Linked DNA regions of Podarcis muralis: region 2 is linked to region 1. The links are chromatin contacts, called in public Hi-C maps. All regions are on one chromosome and are shown on one strand. Each heading gives the region's core, a stretch centred on a gene start, on an enhancer-like site or on the middle of the called end of the contact. The rest is flanking DNA. Distances are from core to core; before and after follow the strand shown. Region 1 holds the start of CDC37L1 (cell division cycle 37 like 1, HSP90 cochaperone). Region 2 holds the start of NDUFB6 (NADH:ubiquinone oxidoreductase subunit B6).

The links. A called contact is a pair of places that touch in the nucleus more often than the background predicts.
Region 2: a Hi-C map of blood shows a contact between it and region 1, with 5 times the contacts expected there. The contact joins the promoter of NDUFB6 here to the promoter of CDC37L1 in region 1. A contact is called at or near these places in 2 of 3 Hi-C or Micro-C datasets (blood and tail).

The regions. Positions count from the first base shown.
Region 1 is chr17:22,269,272-22,272,360 of rPodMur119.hap1.1, forward strand. CDC37L1 (cell division cycle 37 like 1, HSP90 cochaperone) reads right to left here and starts at 1,430. Exons shown (of 7, transcript XM_028711935.2): 1 at 1,285-1,430. The coding sequence starts at 1,362. It overlaps SPATA6L (spermatogenesis associated 6 like), which reads left to right and starts at 2,278. Exons shown (of 11, transcript XM_028711927.2): 1 at 2,278-2,848. The coding sequence starts at 2,810.
Region 2 is chr17:22,498,660-22,501,748 of rPodMur119.hap1.1, forward strand. NDUFB6 (NADH:ubiquinone oxidoreductase subunit B6) reads right to left here and starts at 1,543. Exons shown (of 4, transcript XM_028711936.2): 1 at 953-1,543. The coding sequence starts at 1,528.

The DNA of each region.
Region 1 (3,089 bases), core at 180-2,679:
CTGATCACCTCATCTGTCTCCTGAGAAATCTCTATGTGGGACAAGAAGCTACAGTTAGAACTGGATATGGAACAACTGATAGGTTCAAAATTGGGAAAGGAGTACGGCAAGGCTGTATATTGTCTCCCTGGTTATTTAACTTATATGCAGAATTCATTATGCGAAAGGCTGGACTGGATGAATCCCAAGCCGGAATTAAGATCGCCAGAAGAAATATCAACAACCTCCGATATGCAGATGACACAACCTTGATGGCAGAAAGCGAGGAGGAATTAAAGAACCTTTTAATGAGGGTGAAAGAGGAGAGCGCAAAATATGGTCTGAAACTCAACATCAAAAAAACGAAGATCATGGCCACTGGTCCCATCACCTCCTGGCAAATAGAAGGGGAAGAAATGGAGGCAGTGAGAGATTTAACTTTTTTGGGCTCCATGATCACTGCAGATGGTGACAGCAGACACGAAATTAAAAGACGCCTGCTCCTTGGGAGAAAGGCGATGGCAAACCTAGACAGCATCCTAAAAAGCAGAGACATCACCTTGCCAACAAAGGTCCGTATAGTCAAAGCCATGGTTTTCCCAGTAGTGATGTATGGAAGTGAGAGCTGAACCATCAAGAAGGCTGATCGCCGAAGAATTGATGCTTTTGAATTATGGTGCTGGAGGAGACTCTTGAGAGTCCCATGGACTGCAAGAAGATCAAACGTATCCATTCTTAAGGAAATCAGCCCTGAGTGCTCACTGGAAGGGCAGATCGTGAAGTTGAGGCTCCAATACTTTGGCCACCTCATGAGAAGAGAAGACTCCCTGGAAAAGACCCTGATGTTGGGAAAGATGGAGGGCACAAGGAGAAGGGGACGACAGAGGACAAGATGGTTGGACGGTGTTCTCGAAGCTACAAACACGAGTTTGACCAAACTGCGGGAGACGGTGGAAGACAGGAGTGCCTGGCATGCTCTGGTCCATGGGGTCACGAAGAGTCGGACACGACTAAACAACAACATGCTTCTAATAATCCTATATTATCCAGGAGAGGGGGCAACCCTCAGTCTCCGGGGGGGGGCAGGGAGACGGCTAAAGTGACGACGTCGGGGTGTGTGTGTGAATAAGGAGAGATCAGCAGCCAGGCCAAGCCCGCCAAGGTGCCTCGAGCGACGCCACCGAGCAAGGGACGGGAAGGAACCGGACCCCCCGCTGCCCCGTTCCTGCGAGCGCCCCTCTCGGAGAAGGGGAGCGAGTCCTTCCGAGGAGCCTCTCGGCGTCTCTGCCGGAGGAGCGGCTGTACCTGAGCGCCTGGCCGGGGGAGGAGGTCTTCCTGCTGCCCCGCGCGCAGGTCCTGGGAGCGCGGCAGCCACAGAGACATCCCTGCCCCGTCTCAGCCTCGACTTCCGGCTTCTACTACAAGGTCCCGCCGGAAGTTCCTGCGGGAGGCACTTCCGGCAACAACGCCGCGTCGCCGGCTTATGAGCTCACCGCGCCGCTGCCTCCTCCCGCCCCCTCTCCACGGCTGCGTCAGCTGTCCGGGCGGTTGCTAGGAGACAGGGAGGGAAGCCTCGCGCTTGCGCGGTGGGCTGAGCCGGAGGCGCCGGCTCCTCTGGGCAGCTCAGGCAGCGTCTGCCGTTGCTATTGCGTCTCACTATTATTATTATTATTACAATTACATAGGTTCATAGAGTGAGAAGGGTCCACGAGGGTTATCTAGTCCAACCCCACGCAATGCAGGAATTTTTCACCCAACGTGGGACTCGAACCCACAAACCTGAGATGAAGTGTCTCATGCTTCCACTGAAGCATGCATGATTCAGCAGCCCATTAACAACTTATTATTATTATTACCAGTGCTTTTTTCTGGGGGGACACAGGGTACGCATACCCCTAAACATTTTGTGAATCTTTGCACTTTTGTCCATTTACTGTATTTATTTCCCCCGATTTGAACTATAAAATTGTGATTTTCTTGATTCCAAATGAGAGTACCCCTAAACATATATTATTATTATTGAAAAAAGCACTGATTATTACTATTACTACATAGGTTCATAGAGTTGGAAGAGGCCTCGAGGGCCATCTTGTCCAACCCCCTGTAATGCAGGAATCTTTCACCCATCGTGAGACTCGAACCCACAACCCTGAGATGATGAAGCGTCTCATGCTCTACCGAAGGAGAGACTCCCTGGTTATTTAACTTATATGCAGAATTCATTATGCGAAAGGCTGGACTGGATGAATCCCAAGCCGGAATTAATCCCAAGCAGCCCATTAACATCATCATCATCATCATCATCATTTGCTAGGGCAAAAGCTTTCCAGCTTGCAGGGCTCGGGGAGAAGGCAGAAAGGGGCCACCTGCCGGCGGGACCGGTTGTTCCCTTGCACCAATTTCCCGGCTAGGACGTTTTTGACACCAAACGGCAGCCTGCCTTTCATTTCGGCAGAAATTCAACAGGTGATGCTCCTCCTCCACCTGCTGAAATCCTGCAGCTGTGCGAAAGGCGCATGATGAGCCCCGCCGAGGAAAAAAAAGCAGCTTGCAAAGCTTGCAAGGAGGAAACCTCCAGCTGCCTAGGCTCTTCTCGCCTAAGCAGTTTTGCTCGCGAGTAAACCCAGCCCCCGCCGTCAGAGAGAGAGAGAGGCGCCTGGGGGAAAGGACCCGAGGCCCCTCCTCCCCTCCCTTCCCCTCCCCGCGGCGAGCGAGGGACGCCGGAACGTTGGCGTCGCCATGGCAACACGACGCTTTCTCCCCCCCCCACCCGCACAGCGACGGTGTGGCTGCCCTGGCGGAAGGAAGAGCCCCTCTCGCGCCCCGGAGGATGCCGCTCAAGGTGGTGGTGGAGCTGCAGATCCACGCGGTGAGGCCGGCAGGAGAGGGGGGGCTGTGCAAGGCCAGATGCGGAGAACCTCAGAAATGTAGCTGCGAGATAGTATCAACACGTGTTTGTGTGCATAAACGTATATACCTTGTCTACATGAATGTATATACGTGTGTGTGTGTTTGTGGTGAAGATGCCACTGGAGGTGGAGCTGCAGATCCACACGCCAAGGCGGGCAGGAGAGGGGAGGACCCCAGAAATATAGCCCCCCCTCTATATA
Region 2 (3,089 bases), core at 293-2,792, 230 kb after region 1:
TTAATTTAAATCCATCAAACCTCCTTTGGGGAAAGTTCTCTGGCAGGATGGAAGGAGAAAGAACTTAGCCATGTGAAGACCACCTGGTGGAAACCCTCACGTATACGGTTCTCAATTGTAAAGTATATGCTGATCTCCACCAGCAATTTCTAGATCAACTCTGTATCCCCCAATGGAAACCAGAGTCAGAGGTCATACATTTTCTATTACTGGGGAATGATCAGGAGCTCACCAAGTTAGTGGCTAAATATCTCTATTTGGGTCTTTGCCGTCAAAATACACTGCAGACGTCTGATCTCCCTGGAGACCAAGAGATGTGACGATAGACTGCCCTGCCTCCTTTCTTTGAGCAAATGTTTGTGCCACTGTAAAGGTAAAGGGAGCCCTGACTGTTAGGTCCAGTCGTGACAGACTCTGGGGTTGCGGCGCTCATCTCGCTTTATTGGCCAAGGTCATGTGGCCAGCAGGACTAAGCCGCTTCTGGCGAACCAGAGCAAAGCACGGAAACGGCGTTTACCTTCCTGCTGGAGCGGTGCCTATTTATCTACTTGCACTTTGACATGCTTTCAAACTGCTAAGTTGGCAGGAGCAGGGACCGAGCAACGGGAGCTCACCCCATCGCGGGGATTCGAACTGCCGACCTTCTGATCAGCAAGTCCTAGGCTCTGTGGTTTAACCCTGTGGTTTAACCCACAGCGCCACTGGGGAAGCAGTAATTCTGTATTGATTTGTTTTGGATGTTTGTATGCGATGCCAAGGAAAGGTTTGACGATGATGATGATGATGACGACGACGACGACTACAACTCCCATCATCCCTGATCACTGGTCCTGTTAGCTAGGGATGATGGGAGATGTAGTCCCAAAACATCTGGAGGTCCGGGTTTGCCTATGCCTGACCTAAACCCGCGAGGAAAGAGTCTCCCTTGGGCCTCCCTCCCTCCCCGCCTCACCTGCTGCCTCCAGAGCCCGCCGGGCTTGAGGAACCCCTCCCAGAAGCCTTCCACCAGGCCGGGCTTCCTCGGGGGCAGGACGGGCTCCCTGGGGCTCAGCTCCTGGTCCTTCAGCCAGCGGCGCCGCAGCGCCCTCAGCTGCTCCAGGCGAAGCTTCTCGTCGGCCGTGTAGCCCATCGTCGTCCCCTGAGGGACGATGCCGCCGCGGCCCAGCTCCGAGCCCGGAGGAGCCATCTCCACACGACCTTGCCCGGCAGCGGGCAGCAGCACGGCGACCGACGGACAGGAAGTGGCGTCACCCTCGCGCGCCGCCGCCGCAGGACCCCATAGAGATAGGAAGAAGGAAAAAAGGTTAAAGTGACACACGGTTTCATACTTCCGGCGATGCGGGATGGGTTCTTCGTAGGCACCTTTCCCCCTCCCAGTACTTTTCAACGTGAGTTTTTTTAAATTAAAAAGGTGATTTTGTTGAGAATCCAAAACGCAGGAAGCGTGAAAAGAAAACCCCAGTAACGTCTTTCTATCCGGTTTTTCAGGACGGAGAACGGCTCCCTGCTTTGCGTAGGAAGTTGGCATTTTGCCCCGGAATCTGCGGCTGCTCCGCTGCTATGCATGGCTCTACACTTTTCTGGCTCTGGGGGGCGACGCCTGCATCTTGAATCCAGCAGAAGCGGATCAAACAGAGCAGAGAGCCGAGCTTTCCCGTATATCACCTAAAAGAGCCTCACTTGAATGTCTGAGGTCTCCTCCCGTATTGTATTGTATATTAATTTCTATTTTATTTACGTCCCACCTTTTTATTTTATTTTATGTTATTATTTTATATTTTTATTTTTTATTTTTTTATTTTTATATTATTTTTACCCCACCTTTCTTCTTCAAGAAGCCCTGATCAGATTCAAATTCATGGCATCACCAGCAGCCAGACTTGCTTTGGTTTAGCTGTTTAGCATCAAATCACCAAGCCTCACTGATGTAGGGCTTTCTTCCGAGTAGGCATGGTTGGGCTTGAGCTGTTAAGAATGTGGGAATGAGCTGGATTTGCTGAACTATCGGGACGTGTTGATAAATGGATTAGAACATTCACCCATCCTTTTATTGGCATAATTTAGACAATAAAATCATAAAAGAGAAAGGAATAAAATAAAAAAGGCGATGAATCAATAAAACATTGGCGATTAGAACCAAAGGTTGTAGCAACCCTTCAGAATGCTATAGACTATTTCCCTCTGTGAGGATATGTTATTAAAAGATGCAGTGGGACAGGGCATTTTTCTTCTTCTTGAAATGAGGGGTTTTTTGTTGTTGCAGAAAGCAGCAGGCAAATAGCACCCTAACTGAGCCAATGTAAAGTCAGGATTTCACTTCTTGTTCCTATACCTGCAATCATCAAGGTTTGCATACAGTGGTACCTCGGTCCGCTAACCCAGAAATATTACCTTGGGTTAAGAACTTTGCTTCAGGATGAGAAGAGAAATCGTGCGGCGGCAGCGGGAGGCCCCCATTAGCTAAAGTGGTACCTCAGGTTAAGAAGAGTTTCAGGTTAAGAACGGACCTCCAGAACGAATTAAGTTCTTAACCCGAGGTACCACTGTACAGTGGATGCTCGGGTTGCGAATGTGATCCGTGTGAGAGGCAAGTTCGCAACCCGCAGCGCCGCATCTGCGCACGCGCGAGTCTTGATTCAGCTCTTCTGTGCATGCACAAAGCATGATTTAGCACTTCTGTGCATGCAGGAGCGCCGAAACCCGGAAGTAACCCGTTCCGGTAATTCCTGGTTTGGCGCGGTGCGCAACCTGAAGCGTCTGTAACCCGAGGTATGACTGTATTATGTACATTGTTATATTGTTGAATTGCAACCAGTATTTTCATTATGGTTTTTAATTGGGGTAAGCCAGTAAAGGGGCCATGTTTTGCTTAAAAATATGAGTTCTTAAAAAACACGTCCGTTAATTTCTCTCTCTGTTCCCAACCTGGCGCTCTCCAGATGTTTTGGATTGCAAAACACGACGACAGCAGCTCTTACTTGAGAGTAAGATATATATCTTTATACAGGCTTCACAGGCTCTGTGAGAAGCACAAGATGTCATGATTCCAAGTTACATGACAATGCAAGAGGTTCTGATCCAAACGGAAG